Regions from separate parts of the Mus musculus genome. Here region 2 is linked to region 1. The links are chromatin contacts, called in public HiChIP or PLAC-seq maps. All regions are on one chromosome and are shown on one strand. The core of a region is the stretch at or near the end of the contact, and the rest is flanking DNA. Distances in the headings are between cores, read along the strand shown. Region 1 overlaps Syn3 (synapsin III). Region 2 overlaps Syn3 (synapsin III).

Region 1 (4,958 bases), core at 772-3,271:
GATAAACTGTTCTTCCCTGTTGAGGCATTGTGCTGGACTCCCAGGCAGTGAGGCAGCCCTGTGCCTTCTGACATGGGATCTAGACAGTGAAGCTCATGTGATTAGAATGAGTGTTAGTCCCCCATGTACTTCAGAATCTCCACAGAGCTAACTAACTGTCCATGAAATGCTCTGCATCTCTTCCCATGGTCTGATTTAGAGGGTCTAGAGGCCCGGGAATGTACATTTTGTTAAAATGCCCTTAACCTAAAAATTAAGTATCTCCTCAAAAACATGAAAATGCAATGTCAATATAAGTACTTGCTCACAAATGTTCATAAAGGCATTTTTGATATTACCAAAAATATGAGAAATGTCTAATTGTTCATCAGTTGATAAATGATACTCAAAATCCAGGTATCCATACAAGGGTATAAGAAGGGAATGAAGTCTTAATAAGTGCTGCTGCATAGAAGAACCTAGAAAGGGACACCAGACACGAAGACTATGATTCCACTCACAAGAAGAAAAAGATGAACTGGCTCATGGAGGACAGGGAAGATGCCTTCTGTGCAAGAAGGAAGCCTCAAGTCCAGATTCCCAGGGCCATATAAAAATCCAGGCATGGCAGCACGCATCTGTATGCTTGAGATGAGATGGGGGGTGGGGGGGCAACGGAGACAAGAATGTGCCTCCAGCTCATTGGTCTGCTAACCTAGCTGAATTGGTGAGCTTCAGGTTCACTGAGAGACCCCGTGTTAAACAGTAAATTAGAGAGTGATTAGGGAAATGATCTAATATTGACCTCTGACTTCTACCCACCCGTGTACACACCCACACGAATATGTACCTATAAGATGCACACACAGACCATGACGAGGTGATCTTAAATAAAAGTCACGGAGAAATATGTCTCCAGGAGTGAGAAGAGTAGAGATATGAGTTCAGCTAACTGGTGCTCATCCTTGCTTCCTCTCTGCTGATACATCTGGGTTCACACAGTGGATTCATCTCAGTCTTCTGCTCAGAGCCCATAGAGTCCTTAAGTCACAGATGGAGACATGGTTGGCCAGAATGGAAAGGGTGATTATGGGCAGGTATATCGGTGGGCAGAGAAGGCAAGAAAAGAAAGTAACAGAAGAGATGAAAGAGAAAATGTAGCAATGGAAAGATACCGGGGGGGGGGGGGGGGTGGGGTTGGGGGGTGGGAAACAAACCAACATCTCAGATCCTAAAGTTTCCACATTTTACTATCAGTGTGAAGGTGGGTTTGAGGTTAGTATCTTCCTTTGCAGAATGAGGACAGCCAGGCTCTCCCTACAGCATCCTCAGGCTCGAGATGATTCTCTCAGAGGTAAGACAGGTGGTGTCAGGGAAGGAAAGTTGAAAGACAGAGAGTGGACATAGAAGCCATTCTACTAAATATGCTGAGTATCTACTGAATTCCAGAAACTTCTAGGCAGGGACCAAGAGCTAGGGTTCACCTTGAGTCACCTACTATGTCTTAAGGAGCCTAAAGTTAAGTGGGGGTGGGGGTGGGGGTGGGGGGTGGGAGGTGGGCTTGAAACATACAAGCAACGGTCTAAGCACAGGTCATGCCTGTAGGGCCAGAGATTGATGGGCACAGAGGAAACAGAGCAGTTAAGGAGGAAGGAGGCTTTCTCCATCCCTGTGGCCACAACTGAGAATAGACACTTCTAGGTGCCAGGTGGCAGCTGTCCTACTTTGCTGGGCCAGGGTCATGGACCCTGGAAATGTCTTTGCAGCAGGCCCTGGCTCCATGGAGCCCTCTCCACGAACCTTTTCCAGCCCAAACAAGCACGGAGCTTGCCAGACAGGCTGGGGACAGGACAGACACACAGACACATGCACAGGAAACAGAGCCAGTGGTCCCAGATTATTTTTGTTTCTCCTCTCCAGCAGCATCAACGCCATCAATAGCATTCCTTTCCCTCCTAGCAAACACAGTTTGTGTACTGGAGACTGCCAGGAAGTGAAGAAATCCCCTTTGGGGCCCACAGGGGCCTCTTTCCTCTCTCTGTGCCCAAGCAGGAGGCACGGGGCCTGTGGAGCTGCAGCCTTTGATGGCTTTCTCTGCTGTTTCTCACTGTTCCTGGGAAGGGGAGGGAACAGCCCAGAAAGTTGGTTAGGCCTTGCTGTGCACAGACAGGGAGCAGAATCCCAAGCTGGGGCAGAGTTAAGAACACAAAAGAAAACAAAGGAGTGTCTTATGAGATTCTTTCCTTCAGAACACTTTTCTTAGAAAAATCGAGAAAAAAGATGAACAACAAAAGAGAAAGCAAACACACGCACGCACACACACACACACACACACTACGAACAATAGAAAAAACAAGAAGAAAGTCATATGTACCCTTAAAGTCAAAGGATAAAATGGAGATAAAGGTCTAGGGATGACAGGAAATTGCCAATCTATCAAAATCAGCTGTGTAGCATACCTGTGTGTATGTGTGCACACATCTGTGTGTGTGTGTGTGTGTGTGTGTGTGTGTGTGTGCATGTGTTAAACACTTGCGAAGCCGGGTGAAATCAGCTGGTTTGTGTTTTTGTTCTGCGGTGTCCTTGTCTTTCCAGCCATGCTGCTGCCACGTGGCCAATGTTTTGGGAAAGGTCTGCACTCCTTTGCTCTCCAGCTTTTGATTCAAAGACCCAGCTCCTTACAAAAAATAAAGCAACTTTTGACACGGGAGAGAACTGATTTGGGAGAAATGCTTGCACTCAGCAGAAGGTCCCTCACTTGTGTGATGGGAAAACAATTCCTTGGCTGTGGGAAGAGATGATGCGGAGGTTCCCACAAAAGGGGAGTTTGAGAAGGGTTAATTTACGGGACACAGAAGCCCTAGGATAGGCAGAAAATCCCAATGTTTTGCAGGATCTGGGTTCAAGGGATCAGTGCAGTGTTTTCTGGGTCACTGGAGTAGCAATGAGACTCTAAAGCCAAAATGGTTGCCTCTTTATGGTGGGTGGGCATAGCTTCCAATAAATTTCCAATTCCCATTGAAATAAAGGGACTACAGAGGTGTCTGTGCATGGGAGGGACATCTAGAGTTGTACAAGATGGCAGAGCTTAGGTCAGAAGCAACAGCTCACTGTACGGCAGCAGTCAGGAAGCAAAGATTGAGACAGGAAGTGGCCAGGGTCCCGACATCCCCTTCAAGAATATGCCATTAATGACCTAACTTCCTTTTTCTAGGTCCCACCACTTAAAGTTTCTATCAGTCCTCAATAGTGCTGTAGGCTTGTGATCATGGCTTTAATGGACTGGTCTGAACTACAGCAATGTGTTCTACTCATTGAGAACACTGGCCACAATCCTTGGTCACACAGACAGATCTTTAGTGGCCTCTAAAGACTCAATCCAAGGAGGGACTGAAGGATTTCCAGAAGGTTCTTGGGGTCTTTCCTCAGAACTACTTTGGGCCTTTCTTCCAAAGCCATGTACATCTGAAATAGAGCCAGAGTTTCTGGTGGCCCCTCCAGTAGGTTTTGGTGGAACCTGAATATATTCATACATCGAACCATTGAAGCAGGACATTCTTCTATTTTCAATGAACTTCCTAACCTTGAGAAGCCATCAAGAATATCTAAGTTTAGAGCTAGTTCAACCTGCCACATACCCTGTGCCCACAAACATCCAACTTTCTCTGGGAGCTTAGAGCTAAGGCAAGCCGGTTTGAACTTAATAAATCTGCTTTATTTTTGTAAATCATTTTATCTTTTGAAACAGGGTCCCCTGGAATGTCAAGTTGGATTGGCAATTGTTGTGTAGCCTTGTATGACTGTGAACTTCTGATGCTCCTGCCTCCACCTCTGGAATGCTGAGATTAGTGGCATTTGCCACTATGTCCAGGTTTTTTTGTGCAGTGGGGACACAATCCAAGAGTTTGTGAACGCTAGACAAGCCTTTGGTAACTGAACTATGCCCTCTTTTCTGTAGATCCTGTTTCTGTAGATCCTTTTAATGGCTACTTTGTCTGTTGTGGTACGAGCTATTGACCCTCATTTATGGTCCTCCCTCACATGCAGCTTCCTCTAAAAGGCATTTATTCAACTTAACGTGGAAAAGTTAAAGGATGACCAATAGATGAGTCATAGCACAGACATAGGTAAGGTTGAAAGTGTAAGCACTGCATCGGACGTCGGACACAACCTGACCTGAGTTCTGGTTTGAGAGAACCAGAAAGAGATTTCCTGGTTTGATGAACGGAACACAGCACTGCATTAACACACCTGTGATCGGAGACTAGGCTCAGCAAAATTCTCTTTACCTATTACCTGTACAACCCTGGGCAAATGGACATCGCAAACCCTTGGCTTCCTCAGCTGTCAAAGGAGAAAGTACCTAAGTATAGGAGTGGCTGAAAGAATTAGTTGGTTTCTGATATACAGAGAAGGAGCAAGTTCAGAGTATCTTGTGCACACTAAGGTGAGCAAGCGTGACCTTTGGGGTTACCACCAAGACATCCTTCTAAGCTCAAGGCCCTATACAAGTTATTGGTCACAGATGCCAATGCACAGATTGTATGTCCTCTCTCCTCAGGGTGGGTGTGGGTGGGCATGAGGCAAAACAGAGAGGCTGAAGTATATGAGGGAGAGTCAGAAGCAGAGACACAGCAATAGATTAACACCACCGCTCCTACTTCCTCACACCTCTCTGCATCCATACCTTCTGCAGTGTTACTGTTATGCTTGGAATGTTGTAGCCCCTGCCCTAATCTGGAAGCTTGTATCAATCTGATGGTATTGAAGGGTGGTGGAACCTTTAAGAGATCAAGCCTCAGAGCTGATTAGGCTCCTGGGATGCTGTCTAGGCTTGCCATTAAGCTAATTTGGTTTTCTAAGCTTGCTCTCCAGCTTTACGTCTTGCCTTGTGACCTCTCGTGAGCTTCTGTCCCATGATACCCTCTGCCACATGACCCTTACCAGAAGTCATGCATGCTCTTGGCCCTCTTGAACTT
Region 2 (4,958 bases), core at 1,257-3,756, 110 kb after region 1:
TGTAAAAGGCAAAAACATGTTTAGTAAATCCATAAAGTAATTATTATTTTTTGTATTTGTATATACCATGTGTACTAGCTAGTTTTGTGTCAACTTGACACATCTGGAGTTATCACAGAGAAAGGAGCTTCAGTTGAGGAAATGCCTCCATGAGATCCAACTGTAAGGCATTTTCTCAATTAGTGATCAAGGGGGATAGGCCCCTTGTGGGTGGGACCATCTCTGGGCTGGTAGTCTTGGTTCTATAAGAGAGCAGGCTGAGCAAGCCAGGGGAAGCAAGCCAGTAAGAAACTCCATGGCCTCTGCATCAGCTCCTGCTTCCTGACCTGCTTGAGTTCCAGTCCTGACTTCCTTGGTGATGAACAGCAACATGGAAGTGTAAGCCCAATAAACCCTTTCCTCCCCAACTTGCTTCTTGGTCATAATGTTTGTGCAGGAATAGAAACCCTGACTAAGACACCATGGGAATTCATTTAACCTTCACAAGAGAACATCTTAACTGGAATATTGCCTCCAGCAGATTGGCTTTTTGGCATGTCTGTGGGGCATTTTCTTGATTGCTAATTGATGTGGGAGGACCCTGCCCACCACGGGTGGTGTCATCCCTTCCTAGGCAGGTAAGCCTGATCTGTATGAAAAAGGCTGAATGTGAACCAGGAAGTAAGAACCAGCAAACATCATTTCTTCCTTGGTTTCTGCTCCAGACCATGAGTCCCTGCTCTGACTTCCTTCCACGCACAGACAAATAAGTTGTTTCTTTTCTTCCTTTAAGTTGTTTATGTTATGATGACTTTCACAGTAACAAAAAGCAAACGAGGGCATTCCCATTTACTGACTTGGAAACTGAGGCAGAGCCAGGCTTCAAATCCAGATAGTCTGTCTACATGACTCGTATGTATGTAGCATTGGGGACTCAGAGTACTCCAGAGATTATTGGCAGTGATCTGAACTGTAATAGATCCACAGGAAGCCAATGGGAAGTTTTAGGGTCTTTACTACCTTGGGTAAAGAAAGTTCAGATCTAAAAATGAGGACAAGAAAGTTGACATAGATGATCAATGAATAGAGAGAAATAGCAGGCGATGAATAAGCATCTTTGGAAGTAGGACAAAGCATGGAGACAGAGGAACAGTACTGATGTCCATACAGGGGTCTGGGTGCCTCTAAAACTGGAGGGAGAAGCTGCAGTTGCTAATCAGCTTTCCTGAAGAACTAGCAGAGAGGGGGATCCAGCATGGAACAGGAATTCTGCTTCTCTGTAACAGGTCCTCTGACGAGAACTGGACACGTACAGTTAATAGCTCTTGGACATCCCTCTTATTTCTTCCTTTGCAAAGAAGCAAAGAAATCTCTGAGGAAACCAGCTTGGGTGGGGTCAGAGGGCAGCTCCCAATAGCCAAATGCTACAGGTTTCTTAAGAACTGGATAGGAAAATGGCAAAAGGTAGCCTAGTGGCCTAAAATAAATCTGGCTCTAAGTCAAGAGGATGAGCTTGCATCCGGGCTTAGGGTCTAAATTGATATCCACTGAAATACTCCCAAGAGGGACAGTCACCATACAGCTCTACATCCTGGTGTTGCTACTATGGAATTGCTGTCTTCATCTGTAAAACTCAGAGATCCATGAGGATCTGAATAGAGATGCTCAGGTGCTGTGCAAATGGTGGGGTCAGAAAGCAATGGGAGACATTTTCCTGTGTGCCTTAGCCTTACTTTTTCACCTCTCCTTCCTCATAGTCTTTCCCCTTTCTTGAAAATCTCAGGAAGATCTTGAGCTCACATCTAATGCTGTAAACACCATGCCCTTACTCGGTAAGCAGGAAGTTGGTCTCCACCCCGACCCTCTTTTGTCCTTCCTTCAGGGACCCCGCTCCCCCTGCTATTTAGTTTCCTGCTTCCTGGTAACTTGTCCTGAATTAGTTATTTTATTCTGTGCTTAAGAAGTCACATGAGCTAGGGTGTGAGTGTGCGTTGTGAGTGCATGAGGGCTGTGTGAGCCAGAGGGCAGGAATAAACACATGGAGCCAAGGGGAAAGGCAGGGGTAAGGGTCACTCAGAACAAGCCAGTCCCAAGAAATTAAAATTAGCCCTGGGAACGAGAATGTTGGGGTCTCCAAGGAACAGCAGCTGTGAAAAGAAAGACGAGGAGGGAAAATACACCCTGCACCACAGCCGCTGCAAACCTCGCTGGCCCACCACATCTGCCCTGGGGTCTCCCCCAGCTTTGGTCCCCCGCCCCCACCAGGCTATCTCTGGCCAAGTCTGTGAGGTCGAGCAGTGAGAATTTCCTTCACATGCTGTCATTTTCCTCTCTGGTAACCGCAGAACAATGTGGCCTAGGATTCCTGATAGGACAAAGTTTAATTGGAAACAGGAAAGCCGAGGACAAGTTTGGGTCTGGGATGGCGATGATAATGAGAAAATGACAGGCCAGTCCAGGGAAGAGGGTGACAGAGGAGGATGGTCACATGGTGAGGACGGTGCACGCACGCGCTGGAAGCTCTCTTGGGAGAGTTGAACACGTGAGGGGAGACTCGGGCCTGACTCTCAAGGGAAGCTTCCTGGATAAGCAGGAGGATAGGGGAGCTTGGGAGGCTATGTAGCAGAATCTGGATGGGCATTGTGGGAGCTTACGCTTTCACGGGGCTGAATTCCTGTCTCAGATGGGGAGCAGAGCCTGGGCGATAATAGAGGTGCCAAAGCGAGACTGGGAAGCCATGGAGAGCAATCCCTTCCTCAAGACTCTGGTCCTAGACACCTAAGAGTCTACAAGTATTAGGCTTCCTCCCGCAGCTCCCCACTGAGATGGGGCAGCTCAATTTTTAGGGAGTTTTGGTGAAAATGAGGTTGTTATACCTCTAGGATATGAAGATGGGGAGCGATTTTCACAGTCGTAGTTCTGTCAACCATTTGGGGTATGAGTGGGATACGGACACTCTGGAAAGACGGGAAGGAGAGGTATGATGTGGGAGAGGCCGTAGTCTCTCAGAGGGCAAGGGTCTGTGTGTACTTCTCGTGGCCACAGCACTAGTCTCTCAGCTTGTCTTCCTGCGCTACTAACTGCCACCCACAGTGGAAACTTCCAGAAAAGAAACATGGGAGGTTTTATGGTGTTTTCTTCATTGTTATCGCAAAATACCCAAGAAAAACAACTTAGAAGGGAAAAATATTCATTTTCTTTCCCTATTTCAATGGGTTCAGTACATCACAATAGACAGCCTGACAGAACAGAGCATCTCACATCAGGTGGCCAGGAAGTAAGAGTGTCCGAACCAAAGGGGGCTCCTTCTTGTTCCTCTACTCAAGCCCACAGCCAATGGGATGGTGCGGACTAATCCTCTCTGGAAAGGCCCTCCTAAGTACAGCTAGAGGTGGGCTTCACCAATCTCCTAGGTAACTCTCAATAAGTTCATTGATAATCATGAATAATCATCTTAGTTGTGTTTACCAAGATGTCCATAGCACTCAAACTTGTACCTGGTACATGGCAGGCACTCCACAATGGCCTGCTGAGTAAGTCTGATGGTGTTCCCAGCGTTCCTGTGATGAGGAAACTAGTGCTTGGTAAAGTAGATTCAGATTCCCAATGTAAAGGAAAAGCCAAAATTCTGATATCTATTTTCTTCTTGGAAATTCACACCCATGACTGTCTGTAGGCAAGGATATCTCATAAAGTTCCCAAAGGTGCAGAATTCCTGTGCTGAGTTAGTCTGAGATTCAAATGATAGGCTTAGTTGTCTCTCTAGCTGAAAATCAAAGACACATGCACACAGAGAGACAGAAACAAATCAGCGATACAGAGAGAAACAGTCACAGGCATACACACACACACACACACTCAGAGAGAGAAAGAGAGAGAGACTGAGAGAGAAACAGAGAGAGACAGCGATGGAGAAGCACACACAGAGACAGAGACAGAAAACAAAGCATCGCTTTGTATCCAGTTTCCCAGGTTTATTCCAGTTGTGTGGCAGTGGATTGCAGGGAAAGAATCGCAGGCGATTGTGTATGTTCTTGATATACTGTTGGTTTGCAAAATTAAATAGATTAATTCTAAAACACATGCATTATAGATGGACACAGTTGCACATGTATAATTCAAGCATTCGAGAAGAAAGTGTGGGAGGATTGCCGTATTTGAGGCCAAGCTGGTCTAAATAGCAAGTTCTAGAGGCAGCCAGGGCTGCATAGTGAGACCTTGTCTAAAAACAACCCCAAGCCAAAGCAAGTAACCAAACAGACAAGCAAAAATACAACATGTATTTTATGAACTCAGTTCCAATTGACACTTGGATATGTCAGGCCATTTTGTTTGTCTCTCCCTTTTCACTCCCTTCTTCGTTTTGTCCTTGTGACTATTCCTATAGCTCCTCTTTCTTGCCAAGTCAAAATTAGTCAAAGGCAATATGTGTGTGTGTGTGTGTGTGTATGCACATATACAAATGCTAATGACCATGTCATATTACTCTCCTGTAGTCATTCCTAACACCTATGCAAAGCCAATCTTCTCTTTCCCCTACAAACATCAACTCCCTTTCATTATATGTTGTCCATCAAGTGCAAAAGCCACCTAAATATATCACACCTGCACTAGAAGGAACCGTGGCTAGAGAAAAACATGCAGGACTCAGGACTATGCCACCATCACAGTGTACTTGCTTGGCTTCCTCCTCCTCCCAATCTTCTAGGCATGACGATACTTTTCTTCTCCTGCTCCTGGCTCATCCTCTTCTCCATTCTCAGAGGTAAGACTTGGTTCCACTTCATTTCGATGAAGCAGTCAGAGCAGTCAGATGAAGACTTGCAGAGCCCCCACCTCCGCATCCACCCACGGGCAGTATCCCGGCCACACGCACTCATTCATTTGTTGAGGCTACGTTCCTACTATGGAGACCCCTAACTTATGCACCTGTTTCATGGATTCTAGGACATCAATCCCTGGACCGTATCCACTTTCTT

Evidence for each region. HiChIP or PLAC-seq counts read pairs in DNA pulled down with a chosen protein or histone mark.
Region 2: a contact with region 1 is called in an H3K27ac HiChIP or PLAC-seq map of heart atrium, with 3 times the contacts expected there. The contact joins two enhancer-like sites. A contact is called at or near these places in 1 of 15 datasets of contacts at CTCF or cohesin (the NIH/3T3 cell line), 7 of 484 Hi-C or Micro-C datasets (DN2 thymocytes, the F1.1 cell line, embryonic fibroblasts and 2 more), 2 of 115 datasets of contacts at active chromatin or transcription factors (a colorectal cancer cell line and heart atrium) and 1 of 9 other capture datasets (embryonic stem cells).

What each region holds. Positions count from the first base shown.
Region 1 is chr10:86,165,165-86,170,122 of GRCm38.p6, forward strand. The region is part of intron 6 of Syn3 (synapsin III); the gene reads right to left. The region is part of intron 2 of Gm35636 (a long non-coding RNA gene); the gene reads left to right. Among named protein-coding and RNA genes, the nearest start is that of Gm35636, 5.7 kb to the left of the region's middle. Within about 2 kb of position 2,022, at least 92 of the 459 cell types and tissues checked have an H3K27ac peak or open chromatin away from gene starts, as enhancers often do. A contact at or near this core is called in heart atrium, where this site is marked.
Region 2 is chr10:86,271,630-86,276,587 of GRCm38.p6, forward strand. All of the region lies in intron 6 of Syn3 (synapsin III), which reads right to left. Among named protein-coding and RNA genes, the nearest start is that of Timp3, 26 kb to the right of the region's middle. Within about 2 kb of position 2,507, at least 29 of the 459 cell types and tissues checked have an H3K27ac peak or open chromatin away from gene starts, as enhancers often do. A contact at or near this core is called in heart atrium, where this site is marked.